2 separate regions of the Mus musculus genome follow, and region 2 is linked to region 1. A link is a contact called in public Hi-C data. All regions are on one chromosome and are shown on one strand. Each heading gives the region's core, a stretch centred on a gene start, on an enhancer-like site or on the middle of the called end of the contact. The rest is flanking DNA. Distances are from core to core; before and after follow the strand shown.

The links. A called contact is a pair of places that touch in the nucleus more often than the background predicts.
Region 2: a Hi-C map of uterus shows a contact between it and region 1, with 4 times the contacts expected there. The contact joins two enhancer-like sites. A contact is called at or near these places in 16 of 484 Hi-C or Micro-C datasets (adipose-derived mesenchymal stem cells, cerebral cortex, cortical neurons and 8 more) and 2 of 115 datasets of contacts at active chromatin or transcription factors (astrocytes and forebrain).

What each region holds. Positions count from the first base shown.
Region 1 is chr7:68,577,768-68,585,120 of GRCm38.p6, reverse strand. No RefSeq gene overlaps it. Among named protein-coding and RNA genes, the nearest start is that of Gm34549, 93 kb to the right of the region's middle. Within about 2 kb of position 5,285, at least 5 of the 459 cell types and tissues checked have an H3K27ac peak or open chromatin away from gene starts, as enhancers often do. A contact at or near this core is called in uterus, where this site is marked.
Region 2 is chr7:68,976,610-68,983,047 of GRCm38.p6, reverse strand. No RefSeq gene overlaps it. Among named protein-coding and RNA genes, the nearest start is that of Gm23795, 28 kb to the right of the region's middle. Within about 2 kb of position 4,282, at least 18 of the 459 cell types and tissues checked have an H3K27ac peak or open chromatin away from gene starts, as enhancers often do. A contact at or near this core is called in uterus, where this site is marked.

The DNA.
Region 1 (7,353 bases), core at 4,036-6,535:
ACAGTAAATATTGAATGAGATCATGAACAGCAAGTCTCGACAGCACCAAGGATATAACAGGTGTTCAATAGATGCACATTCCTTTTCTGTATTCTCTTGGTCTCAAGGACTCCATAGCTTTTGTAAACCAAGACTCCTGAGTTATATGACATACTCTATGTGCTATGAAGTGCCGGGCAAGCCAGAACTCACAGACAGTCTTATCGTCATGAGTTGACATCATATGCATTCTTAGTCTTTGAGTAGAAAAGTAAAATAATATAATTCCAAATGAAAATCTGCTGCCTTTTCCTCCAGAGTGAAGCCTGTGAGTGACCAGCTCATGGTGTGTCACCGTTATTAGTAAGTGTCCTTTCAGGCATGCCCATGAAAACTGGCACCTCGAGGGCCTCAGAGCCCTGAGTCTTCAGCAAACCCTAGGGTCACAGGAGCACCTTTTTCTTATTGGTTTTCTATAAAAATCCCCACTATGTTCATAGCAGCCTTATTTATAATAGCCAGAAGCTGGAAAGAACCCAGATGTCCCTCAACAGAGGAATGGATACAGAAAATGTGGTACATCTACACAATGGAGTACTACTCAGCTATTAAAAATTATGAATTCATGAAATTCTTGGGCAAATGGATGGATCTGGAGGATATCATCCTGAGTGAGGTAACCCAATCACAAAAGAACACACATGATATGCACTCACTGATAAGTGGATATTAGCCCAGAAGTTCAGAATCCTTCTTAGAAGGGGGAACAGTTACAAAGTTCTGAGCAGAGACGGAAGGAAGGACCATCCAGAGACTGCCCCACCTGGGGATCTATCCCATAAACAACCACCAAACCCAGACACTATGGCAGATACCAACAAGAGCTTGCTGACAGGAGCCTGATATAGCTGTCTCCTGATGGGTCCTGCCAGTGCCTGGCAAATACAGAAGTAGATGCTCACAATCATCCATTGGACTGAACACAAGGTCCCCAATGAAGGAGCTAGAGAAAGTACCCAAGGAACTGAAGAGGTCTGAAGCCCCATAGGAGGAACATCAATATGAACTAACCAGTACACCCCCAGAGCTCCTTGGATCTAAACTACCAATCAAACACATGGTGGAACTTGTGACTTTAGCTGCATATGTAGCAGAGGATGGCCTAGTCGGTCATCAATGGGAGGAGAGGCCCTAGGTCCTATAAAGGCTCTATGCCCCAGTGTAGGGGAAGGCCAGGACCAGGAATGGGAGTGGGTGGGTTAGGGAGCAGGGGGAAGGGGAAGGGAATAGGGGATTTTCGGAGGGGAAACTAGGAAAAGGGGATAACCTTTGAAATGTAAATAAAGAAAATATCTAATTAAAAAATTCCCATCGTGATAAAGTTCCGAAGCAGAAGGGATAACAAGAGGGAAGAATCTACCCTAATACATGAAAACATGCCCTGGATTTAGGTGCAATCATTTCTGGAGAGTCTGATCTTCCATTAATCTGTAAAGACAGCTCCACAGATCAACAGAGCTCACGGGCAAACAGTGACACGGAATTCCGGGCTTGCAGCAGTGGCAAAAAGGATGCCCCTTAAAAATGAAGACATCACGTGTCTGGCCTCTTTCCCATGCTCCTCTGCTTCTCATCCTTCCTCCATGTTCTCTTTCCCAGCATGCCTCCTGAACCAACATACTTAACTCTCGCTCCACATCTCCCCACCCCCAGCCTGCAGCCTCCTTATCCCTTTTTCTCTAGGCTAGGACTAGATCCTCTTCTAGGCCTCATATAGAAATCATCTCCCTCTCTGAAAATATCCCCGTGGGCTTCCAGAACCATTGCGGACGTGGTTAGACCTTCTCAACACGGCTGTCATTTAATGCGGTAAAGAGTGAGCATAGACCATTAGCTCAGATTTCTCCAGCAGTGTAGCTAAGCTCATATGGAAGTCTGGAGTGATATTCATTGATGTGCAAATCTCTAAAAAGGATTCTGGGACACAGAGAGATTTTTTCCCAAAGGATCAGAGTCCAGCTTCTACTTAACAGCCTCACTGTGTAGTGTGGGGGGGAGGGGCTGAAAGGAAATCAACAACATCTGAAAGGCTAGGTGTTAGAAACACACAGGCAAATATTATAGTTATACATAATAACGATGCCTCTGCTGACCACAACCCCTGCATCAGTGCACAGCTAATGCTCCCGGGACACCATCTGTTTAATAGGCACCACCTTATCTCTGTCCCCTGCTTTTATGTTGGGTCAAATAAAAGTACCAGGAAAGGACATAAGAATGTTGTAATAACCAGTCCAATTAAGATGTGTGTGTGTGTGTGTATGTGTGTGTGTGTGTGTGTGTGTGTGTTCTGAGGGCTCCTGAGAGCTCACCGCAGGAAAGGAAATCTCACGTGATTTGGTGCAAATTCATGCACATGCATACGTCTCCCTCTGCCATGCGAATGCAGGAGATAAGAGCCACGGGCACAAGTTCATTGTGTAGACAGATCATTTGCACATCCAATTAAGTGAGAGGAGAAATCGCAAAATCCAATTACTTCATCTCAGGTATCCAAAGTTGTTGTTTCCTCCCAGACTTATTCGCAGGTTAAAACCCACCTCGGCTGTAGGCGAAATCCAATATTCTGACTGTACCCAATTCTTGTAAAATTCGCGTCTGCAACGTCTTCCTTGCACACCTGGTTGAGTTCTTCTTCAGAGTGTGTCTTTTCCTCCTTCTCATATGTAACTGTATTAAATTTAGGGTCTTTTTTCCCAGGAAAAAAAAGTCATAAGAAGAAATATATTGTCATTATTTCAATAAAGGCCAGGCAGAGTTTTGAAATATTTATTTTGCCATACATATTGTTCTAATTGGTTTATAACTCTGCCTATGTGGCCAAAATATGTGAGCAATACCCAAGTAATGACAGCATTTTCTAAATCTCCATAATGAACCACACAGAGATGCATGTTACACAGTTACACAGTTTGATGGGAGCCCAATTCATCTGTACAGTGGTTTATGGAGCTCCTACCTCACGTGTATCTAGCAGCATCCAGGAGACGGCCTGAGAACTGACTGCTGAAAACAGAGATCAAAGTTTACAGAGGTCTTGTATCCCTGAATCTCATTTACTGACACTGCCATGCAGAGCATTTGACTGCAAGGGAAAACCACTGTTGGCCAGAGTTTGTGCTGAAAAGATCCACTATCCATAGAACAAAAAAACATAGCCCCAGTACCTAGTCCAGGGCTTAACACAGAAAAATGTTGTATATGTATATGTATGTGTATGTGTATGTGTATGTGTATGTGTATGTGTATGTGTATGTGTGTGTGTGTGTGTGTGTGTGTGTGTGTGTGTAATTTACAAAATATATGTGAGAAAAGTTAATTCTAGGAACTTCTTCTGAAATTTTTCAGCTTTTCTATCACCAAAATGGCATCTCTTCAAGACATGTAAAAAAAAAAATGTGTCCATATATGGAGAACGCATGGATACAATGTACCACACTAGTAAGCTACAAGGGAAAAAAAAATCACAGGATCGTCTCAATATACACATGAGCATCTTAGCACATTTGGAGCAGAAAGGAAGGTATCATCCTTAACTCGGCAATGTTTACCCACCAAAAGCTTAGATAAACATCGAAATTAATGAGAAAATTAGATGTCTCCTCTAACTGGATATAGGACAAGGGTTACTCTTATTTTCTAATGTTGTTTTAAATGGCTCATGTTTTAAGAATTGATACATAAATAAGAAGTGTTGAGATAAAGAACATTGTTTGCAGAGAGTGTGTTCCTTACCAATAAAATCGACAGACTTCGAAAGATACGCAATTACAACCAAAAGCATCACCCAAAAAAGCTCCCTAGATACAAAGTCACTAACAGAGAAATAATAATGGTTTCCACACAAGCAACAAACAGCAAGGAAAGATAACTTAAGAAAAAAATCACAATAGCTTTAAGACTATATAAAACATTTAGAAATCATGGAAGAGGAAACGTTTCACCGTATAAAGTATAATGGGTGTTGTTGGAGTCTAATGAACGGAATGAAATGATGGAAGAACGATCTCAATAAACGGGGAATGCGGCTGTTCTCCAGACAGTACTGACTCCGTGCCATGGAGATGTGGTGGTGGTGGGAACAAAAAGAGCGGACCCATTTGGTAAAGCTGTCAGATTAAAAATATGTACGTTCCCAGAGATTCCCACACCAGTTTATAAAGAGACAAACCTAAGATGGTCATCACAAAAGGATATCTGAAGAGTCCTGGGCAGTTCAGGGATCCACCCCTAGGGGGCAGTGAATAGCATTCTAGTCCAGGTAGACCTCTCCGCAGGAGTCAGAAGCAGGAGGGTTGAAGGTATATACACAGCAACATAATCTCTAAAGCACAGTAGTTCATAGGAGAAGAAAGGACAGAACAACCTAATACATTTTTGAAAAATAGAAAGCCCACAAAAATGCATATTTTAGAGTAGAGCCTGCTGCTAAACAGAACGGTCTAGTGAAAGGTAAACCCTGTTTTTGTAAAGTTAAAGGTGGGGGGAGGCAAGGCGAGGGAAAATGGAGATAATAAAATGAAGGGGAAATTAATAAATTCATGAATGAATGAATGAATGAATGATGTCTCTCAACAGTTTGATATTGATAAATCTTCCATGAGCTGAGAAGCACCAGCAAGCCTCACACCTGACTTCATTCTATACCACTTATATATTCTATCATTCTCTATATCTATCATTCTACATATTCTTATATTCATACTCTGTATTATGTCTATTGTGCAGTATCTATATGAGGATGCGTTTTTAATGATCAAACCAAACCAAACCAATACAATACAATACCTGAATGACTTCCAAATTAAGCAGACAAATTGTTCAGACCATGTCTGAGACTTTCTTTCCTGTCATAATCACAGCCCACAAAAGAACAGTTGCAAATTTTTTAAAAATAAAAATAAAAAACCCACTTAGCTATACTTTACCCTCTAATGTAGATATGACAGCTACAAGAGAAACTGTAAATGAAACAAAAAGAAAGCAAGACGAGGAATGGAGGGGCGTGTGAAGAATAAACCTGAAAGTGGCGTTACCAGTTCCTAGCCAAATGAGAAAAAAAAAAGAGCAAAATGGAATGGAATGTACAGTACGGCAGAAAACAATCCTCTGGGTTTTTTCGAAGACCTCTTGTGCGCCTTGGGAAGTGGATTTTAAAGTCAGGAACTCTGCGATCTTTCCTAGGTTTGGGGACAAATTCAGGACTGGGCTGAGCAGTTGTTTCCATCCGTGGAACTCTGCTGCCACCTACTGGTAGGAGCCTGCTACTTCTTCAGGAGCCCGACTTGTTAGCTCCAGGCTACCCGCAAACCAAGTCCCTTGTCCCTTGGGACTGAAGTATGGGGATTCGCTGCTGTCAATCACTCCACCTAGAAGATTTTCAGATCAATACATGTATGTGTTCCGAGGGTAATTAACAATAGGCTAGTTTATCGACTAGGTGAGTCTCTGACTTCCTATTATTTCTCTCACTTTTGAAAATCAAAGAAAAGACAATTATCACTCGAAGCATGGCCTCTTCCCTGTCTTTCCTTTTTCCCCCCAAGGGAGGTGTGAGTTTAATTAAAGAAAAGAATCACACGTTTTGTGGTAGTTTGCAAAGCACATAGTGGGCTAGTGTCTAACAGCACTTCCCCTTTCCTGGTTAAGTACCAAGGATCGTTTTCTCCTGGCTAAGGTGTGAGCTGAGCAGGGCAGGAAACCAATGCTTATGCTTGTGGAGAGGGCGGGTCCTCGTGGGGGGGGGGGGGTTGACCAGCTGAGGGAGGCAGTAAATGGATTTAATGTGGTTTTGAGCTCCAGAATAATTGCTCGGATTTGGTTGAGGTACAAAAGAAAAGAAGAAAGCGCCATCGAATCATTGAATGAGTCCTTACTTGATCAAACAACAGTGATTTGAGACAGAAATTACAGTAAATTTTGGTCAAATTTACTTATTTCCCACAATTCACCTTTAAGTTTGGTCCACGAGATTAGTTTGCTGTGAACGAAATAAGATGCCCGTTTTACTTGATCCATCGAAGCTCTTTAATCAAGGTCAATGACTAGACTTCCCCACCCCACCACCCCACCACCACCACCACCACCAAACCCTCCATCAAAGGCTGGCCTGAGAACCCCACACAGAGATTCCCTGAGCAGGATGGATAATTAGGAGCTTGGTAGTTCCAAGTCCAGCCTTAGAGAGGAGGAGATGCCAGAGATGCGCAGAGAGGCGGCTCTTTATGGAGACAGGTCCAGGGAAGAGGGCAACGGTAATTACCGGGCTGTGAGAGCTCATGTACACCTTGGGAATTATTGGTCCATAAAATGTCTGGAGATGTATGCCAGAAATCTAACGTCTCCTGTGCAGTGTGGCAAGCTGAGCTAAACCAGCCAGACGTGATGAAGATAGGGAGTCTTGTTTAGGAGAGTACAAGGAGCCAGTGGAGATGGTTTGAATGGAATTATACACAAACTCAAATCCCACCCTTACCAGCAGGGAGATCCACTCCAGAAACATTGGGGATGCACAGATGCAACTCCAAGAACTTATAAATGGGGAAGAGAAAGCTCTAAGCTAGGAAAGGATGCTGCCTTTCATTTGGCTCATTGACGAGGAAAGTGACTCTCCCAGACTCCAGGGTTTGTATGGCCTGCCCTGGTGACTGTGAGTCAGTTGCCTTCTCTGATGTGCAGGTCACGAAGTATTGGTTTATCCCAGTGCAAGAAGGAAAACACATCAATAGGATTTGTGAACAGTCAGTCAATGGATGGTCTCTCGATGGATGGTGAGGGAACGTGTGTGCGTGTAGATGACTCTGTGAAGTTTCACTGGCTCTAGGACCCAAACCGCCTAAAGAGCTTGTATCAACCTGTCTAAGGCCAAGCTTTCTCTTCCTAAGAAACAGCAGACACCCATTATTATTGAGAGGATTCCATGAGGGCAGCCAATCAATCCCTGGCAAGCCCTGGGCAGCTCGTGCCCCTTTCCGCAGAGAGCTGGGAGCCCTTGATAAAGATCAGAGCTGTGTCACTGTGTGCACCTTGCTATCTTCGCCCTTGGGCCGTGGTGCTCCCAGGGGTGAAAGAGAGTCTTCACTGAGGTACCTTCCCAGCCCCTTCAAGCCTTGACTTTGATTAAGCATCTGTCGGTTATCGGTTACACCGCTTCAAATTAGGGGTGAATGAAAGACTATCAGAAGGGGTCTATAGCCTTTATTTTAAACAACCCTGAATTTTTCAACAAAACCAGTGCAAGATGCCACAGAGACCATGTCGAGTGGGCAGCTGCTGGAGAGTTAGCTTGTGCCAGGCACCAGGTGTTCCTTCAGC
Region 2 (6,438 bases), core at 3,033-5,532, 400 kb before region 1:
TCTTTTGGGTTAGAGAGAGGGTTTCAGAGCATCAAAAGCTTGTAATTGGAGTAATTCTGAATTAATGGACACACACACACACACACACACACACACACACACACAACATTTTGAGGCAGCTGTTTGCAGAAGCCTGACTGTTTAGGAATGCTTACAGCTTGCCTCAAACATAATCTTTCCTTTCCACCCACAAATTAATCTTAATCTTAATTATGGGCTTGGATTTGATATCAGGTAGGGAGAGCATTCTTATCTGGCTCATCCCCCTGCCAAGATGACTGGAAGTTATCAGAGCCCTGTATCTGCTTGTCCACTTTGTCCTTCTTTCTGGAATACATGTGTACTTGGGCTCTCCTTCATGCATAAAAAGATGATTTAAAGGGCTTCGCCGGGGTTCCTGGAAGTTGACATAGAAAGCACAGGTTTTGCCTTGCTCTATGATATGGGATTTAATCTTCATTTTTGATCGATAAGAATCAAAGGCAGGACTCAAGGTCTTTGGGGCATGAGCTGGTTCCCTTTCACAAGGGATGTCAGGAGACGGCCTGCGGTGTCACCTTGATGCACTCACAGGACCCTGTGTGGAGAGCTGTGTCATGAATTACATTAGGCCTAGCTGGGTCTGCTCTTCTGGCTGGCACTGTAGGCTTGCCTACAGTGAGGCTGGGGTTGCACTTGAACTCTCTTTGCCTTTGACTGTAGCATATTAGCTTACACTAGCTTGCCGATCAAAATAATATCACATTGTCCCACTGTGGGCATGCCCCTGTTGGGAGCTAAAAGCAATACTGGCCTCCTGTAGTTGAGAGTACAGCCCCCACAGTAGGAGATAAAGGAAACTGAGGGGACCCAGGGAGCGCATCTTGTGAGACCAACTTTCAGGAGAAGCATCTCAGCCAGGCATAGATCTCAAATGCTAGCCTTGCTCAGACAGCACAAGAATATGTTCGACATTCCAAAATGTTCTTAGGTACAGGTTTTGTAAGGACAGCTCCAGGCTCCTCTGATATTTAGTAGTAATTGGGGCTTACATCCAAATTCAGTTTTGTCCAGTATTCTTATTAATGCCCGAGGCTCTTTGAAATTGCCTGAATAGCCTATTGTATTCCTAGAACTACTGTGGATAGATTTTTAGAATGCCATACACAAGCTAAAGAAATTTGATTCTAGATATCAAATCATATGCATACTCTGCCTATATGTACATGTGTGGGATGTGTGTACAATATATGTGCATCACATACACATATATGATATACAGATGCATAATTGCTTAACATAGGCAAAGCTAAGACTTTGAAACCAAGCTGTACACAACAGAAAACCCATAAACACAACAGGAATTCTTCTTACTACTGTTGCGGCTTCACCAGTGTCACCCAGGTTTGGCTGCGTGGGTAGAGGGTTGTCAAGCTTGCTTCTTTCTCTCCAGAGCTTCTTTCTTAGCATACGTCGTTTCTTCGGCAAGGCTTTGCCTGTAACAAATGGCTCTGTGCTGGTTCTTATTACCCGGAAGCCTCCTTTGTCTGGCTGGGTATTGCCACAGTCTATCGGAAAGTATTTGTCAACAATTACATGTCTATTAAGGCACAGTCAATCAGTGTGGGCCCAAACAGCCAGGCCTCTAGGGCTCAACTATTGATAGGAGACTGTCAATATCCCATCGAATCCTTTTCTCCACAAAACACAGTCATCTAGCCGAAATCATTGTCTGAGACAAACGCAGAAGGCCAGCTTTCCTCTCGCGTCCACGGATGTCCCACTCTTTAATCTAACATTCAATTTGAATGAGTAAGAGCCTTTTTAAATGTTCAGAATCTAGGCTCCTTTTAAAGCACTGCCCACACTGAGTTTGGGAGGGAAGATATTTAACATAATCAGCCGTGGTAGGGAAGTTCACCTAGGAGTGTTGAATTACTCCTGAACATAAGAAGTCCAGATGAAAATTAGCGAAAGACACTTGAAATTTGCTTCACAGTCATTATACCTGTCCCTCCAGTACTGAGTCTCAGGCATTCATTTACCTGGCTCAGGACAAACGGTGGTGGTCTTAACAGTATTTTTTTTTCCCCTGCCCATTCAACTTCAAACCGGACTACAAATTTTGCTATCATTGTTATAAAGAGCTGTTCTTCAAAGAAAATATACTGAGAGCCTCTTGTGACTGTTTTAAAGCCCCCAACTCCAAAAACAAAAGGAAACACTGAGAAAGTGGGGGAGGGCAAGGGAAAAGAAATTGCCTAAGTAAGGCTGTATCCTTTGAACTGGCAACTCCCTGCATCACAGAATACAGCAGTTGTCCTCCAACAAAAGACAGCATCAAACCGACTCCAAAAAAGCCCAAGACACCCAAGAATATTAAAAGCAGATGTGATATTCAGAGCCTCTGGACCATGTGAGGTGCCTTTTAAGTTCTGTTAAATCAAGGGTTTATAAAATTACAGAAACAAACATTTTTTTTTTCTTTTGCAGAAGGTGTTTCTTAGAATCTTCATTCCTGGGATTTTCAGCCTCAGCCTCTCAAGCGGTGGAGAAACGAGTGGGAAGAGGACTCAGCTACCCAGGTCAAATCCAGATAGACTTGCCCCTCAGAGCCTGTCTTCATTCTGTGTCTTGTGTTCATAATCCAAAGCCCAAATGATTCAAATACTGAGATAGAGCCAGGAAAGGTCAAAATGCTGCCAGAAGGTCCAGGTGAAGTTTCTACGAGTTAGTGTAAAAATGGGAAATTAAAATTCAAAGGATTCAAATAAAGTGGGAGAGCCGCCTCGGGTCTCATGCGGGGAGGTGGGTTTGCCCGTTCCATTTCTTGGCCTCAGCGTCAGAGGCACACATTAATTAAATTACCAGCCTCCAGTCTGAAGTAGATCGTCTGCAGCTCAGAAATCCTGGGGTCCTTTCTGCACGTGATGGCCACAAACACCATATCTGACATCTTTCTAGTTCCCCGAGCACAGCTGCTGTGCTAGTCCATTACAGACATCCAAATGTAATCTACCATAGGACTTTTGCGTAGTAGACTCATAGTTCATTTCAGATGTTTGCACGGGGAATTTTTATACGTGGACTTAAAAATATTCTAAGAGCATAAATTGTGAAAGGCCTAGGTCAGGAACCCAAGTCATAAAGGGCCCCTGGGCAGTCACTTCCCAGCAGTCGGCCATCATGGCCAAGGGGGCAGCTGATCTCCGTTTCTGAGAGCTCCATTATGGGTATTTACAAAATAAACAATGCAAGCAAGTTCATGATTGTCATCCTTAATAATATGCATTACAGCAAGCCTTTAAATAAATATACAAGCCATAGATGTTCACCAGGCCTATTGCACCTTTACTTCTACACAGATCCAAGGCATTGTCTTTGTTGTGTTAGGGGAAAAAAAAAAAAACCTGACTCTTCATAGAACAGAAACAATAACAAAAAGCAATCATTATTTTAAATAACTCACCAATGTTCAGAAGCTCTGCTCGGGTTTCCAAGCAGGAAAGTCAGCAAGTTCACAGCTGGGGTGAGAACTTGGTCTCATTAGTCTCAGGTTTTCGAGGCACATTCGCAAAGCAGGAATACAAAATGTTCTCTCTCGGTGCTTCAGTAATTAACTGTCTTTGAGAAGGAAAGACAAACAAATAAATAAATAATATGATCGTTCAGAGTTCAAACCGATCGGGTTGCACAGTCTAAAATGCATCTGCGTAACACTCCCTTCAGACTTTATTTTGTAAGCACCCACACTCACAAAACAAAACAAAACAAAATTGAAAGCTCACTAATCTTTCACAGCAACATGTGTCAAAAAATGTGAGCAACTTTGAAGGATTTTAACTGGATAGGTCCAGACATCTGGGTGCTACTGGCCCAAGGTCTCACTGAGAATGTCTTCTGGAACCGTCTCCATTTTTTAAATCATTATTTTTTAGATATTTTATGTAATTGCTTATTTTTCATATGTTCTCTCTCTATTATTGTAGCCTATTCTCATCAGGTAATAACTAATTAAAAATAGGAAGCAAGTAAAAGCATTATTCAAACTGGTAGAAATTTACATTCTATAAAACTTAAAGTTTGTCAGGAAAGAACTTCAACTCTTGATTTTTGTTTTGTTTTGCTTAAACTGCATACACAGCAGTGAGAAATGTGCAGTGTCATTTTATATTTACGTGCAGTGGGAACCCATGGATGCGTAGAAAACATCATTCTTTGCTAACAGAGAGTAAGTAAAAGGCTTCCTAGGGAAACCGCATGAACAGGGATTAGCCGTGATTATTTGGCTAGCCAAAATCCCAAGTGCTTGAAGGATCCTGAGCACCAGTGTGTTACTTTCACTTTGCACCAAGTCTTTTGTTAAGAGTCATAGCAGGGATTTTCAGGGAGATATTTGCTAACTTTTTTTTTTTTTTTAACTTTTGTCAGAAGGAAGGCTAAGACATAGACAGCAAATGAGACTCAGAAAGTGCAGAGTATTCCAAGACACCACACAGCTTCTAGCTTCCCTTAGAGAGAGAGAGAGAGAGAGAGAGAGAGAGAGAGAGAGAGAGTCTCTATCTGACTAGGACTCTGTCAGAGGTCTCTCCATACTTTGAAATTCGCTCTTTCACAATTCTAAAGAGCTCCAAAATGTTAGCAAATTAAACAATTTGTCTCCCTGGAAGCCTAGGCACATTTCAGAGCTTAGACTAGAAAAGAGGTAAAGGGAGCCTGGTTGAGTTCTTTTGACTTAACTGCTCGCTTGCTCTCTGCATGCAACTTTTAGGTAGAGAGGGGCCTAAATGTGCATGCTAGAAGCTGGAGTCACACCCCTGCCAGAGGCTTAGGGGAGAGAGGTGAGGGGTGCTGTCCTTGCCCATTGTTCTGACTCCCAATGGCACGACTGTCTTAGGATGCTTTTGAACAGCAAAAAGAGAGGACAGCAGCCCACACTATTCTTCTCCTGTTCCCAAATTCAATATTAACAGGCTGTATTTTCCACGTGTTTTGACATATACAGGTCTCTAAAGAACATTTATTTAAGTTTTGCATTGCTAAAACTGCAGGTCTCTCTCTCTGGCCAAGCTCAGGGACCCGAAGGAGGGGCAACTGGACTCACTGACATCTCCCAGTGTGAGATGTCACTCCTAAAGGAATCTAAGTGAAAAAAAAAAATGGAAGAAAGGAAGAAGGAAAAAGAAAGACAATAAAGAAGCAGGTTCGACTCAGCACATTTACAGAGAGTGTGGACTTTGGTTTGAATTCACAACATCTACGGGCAAATCCTGGATGGCATAAGGAAGAAAGCATTTTTCAACCAATGCTTTCATAGAAGTATTTCCTGCTCAATTCAATAATATACTTTTTAAGTTTTACACAAATTAACATTCATTCAAATTTGGAATTATTTAAAAACACACCAGACCCTTCATTTGCTTATACATACACACACACACACACACACACAAACACACACACACAAAGGCACACACATAGGCATACACACACACACACACACTGGTACACACACACACACACATACACACACATACACTGTACACCCTACTGCAAATTTTTAGAATTGGGACAAAATAAAAGTCTTTGATAATCACTTTGTCTATTTAATTAGGAAGAATTATTTCCTGTTTTTCAATTCAGCAATTTCTCTCTGAACAATAGATTAGGACCCACCTTCAAATAATAATTACAAGGAAAAAAAATCTAGCATTTTTTAGCAGTGAAAGCCCAGAAGCTTCTGCCAAAATCTGCGGTATCTTACTGCCATCTACTGGCTTAGGCTGTACCGTTATGATTTAAAGGTACAGGGTTGCATTGCCAGAACTAAAACATTTGGAACCAAACACACTCTGGAGGATCTGCTCAAGGACATCGTTATTTTGTGTGTGGTCCTAAGTGTTTAAAAATATTTTTTAAATGTTACAGGAATTTCTGGGTCTGGCTTAGGCCTGAGTAGCTGAAAAGATAATGTCACTCCAGTCTCTCAAACTTCAGAACTCCAAAGGCAATAGCCATCGTTCCTGTCTCTCATATGCTATGCAATCCAACACTTACACATATGCACACACACACACACACACACACACACACACACACACTCTCAAACACACACACACTCACACATACACAGACACACAGACACCCAGACACATGCGCATGCACCCCACATGGTCATTCTATAAACAATACCGCCAGCCTTCGTTCCATGACCTGCTCACTTTCACTTGCTTTCATGGTGGCTGTCACATTAAATATCAAATGAGACAGAGAACAGTTTTCAGGATGAACTGCTCATGTCCCGTACCTGCCTGAATCACTTCTACTGGCACAACCAACAGTTGGGTAAATTGGCAGCCAGAAACACCACACACTCATTTGCCCTCAAGCAGTTTCTCCATCGTTCCTCTCTGATTTTGCAGGTGTTCTTTTTTTGGTTGGTTTTTGGTTTTTCTTTAT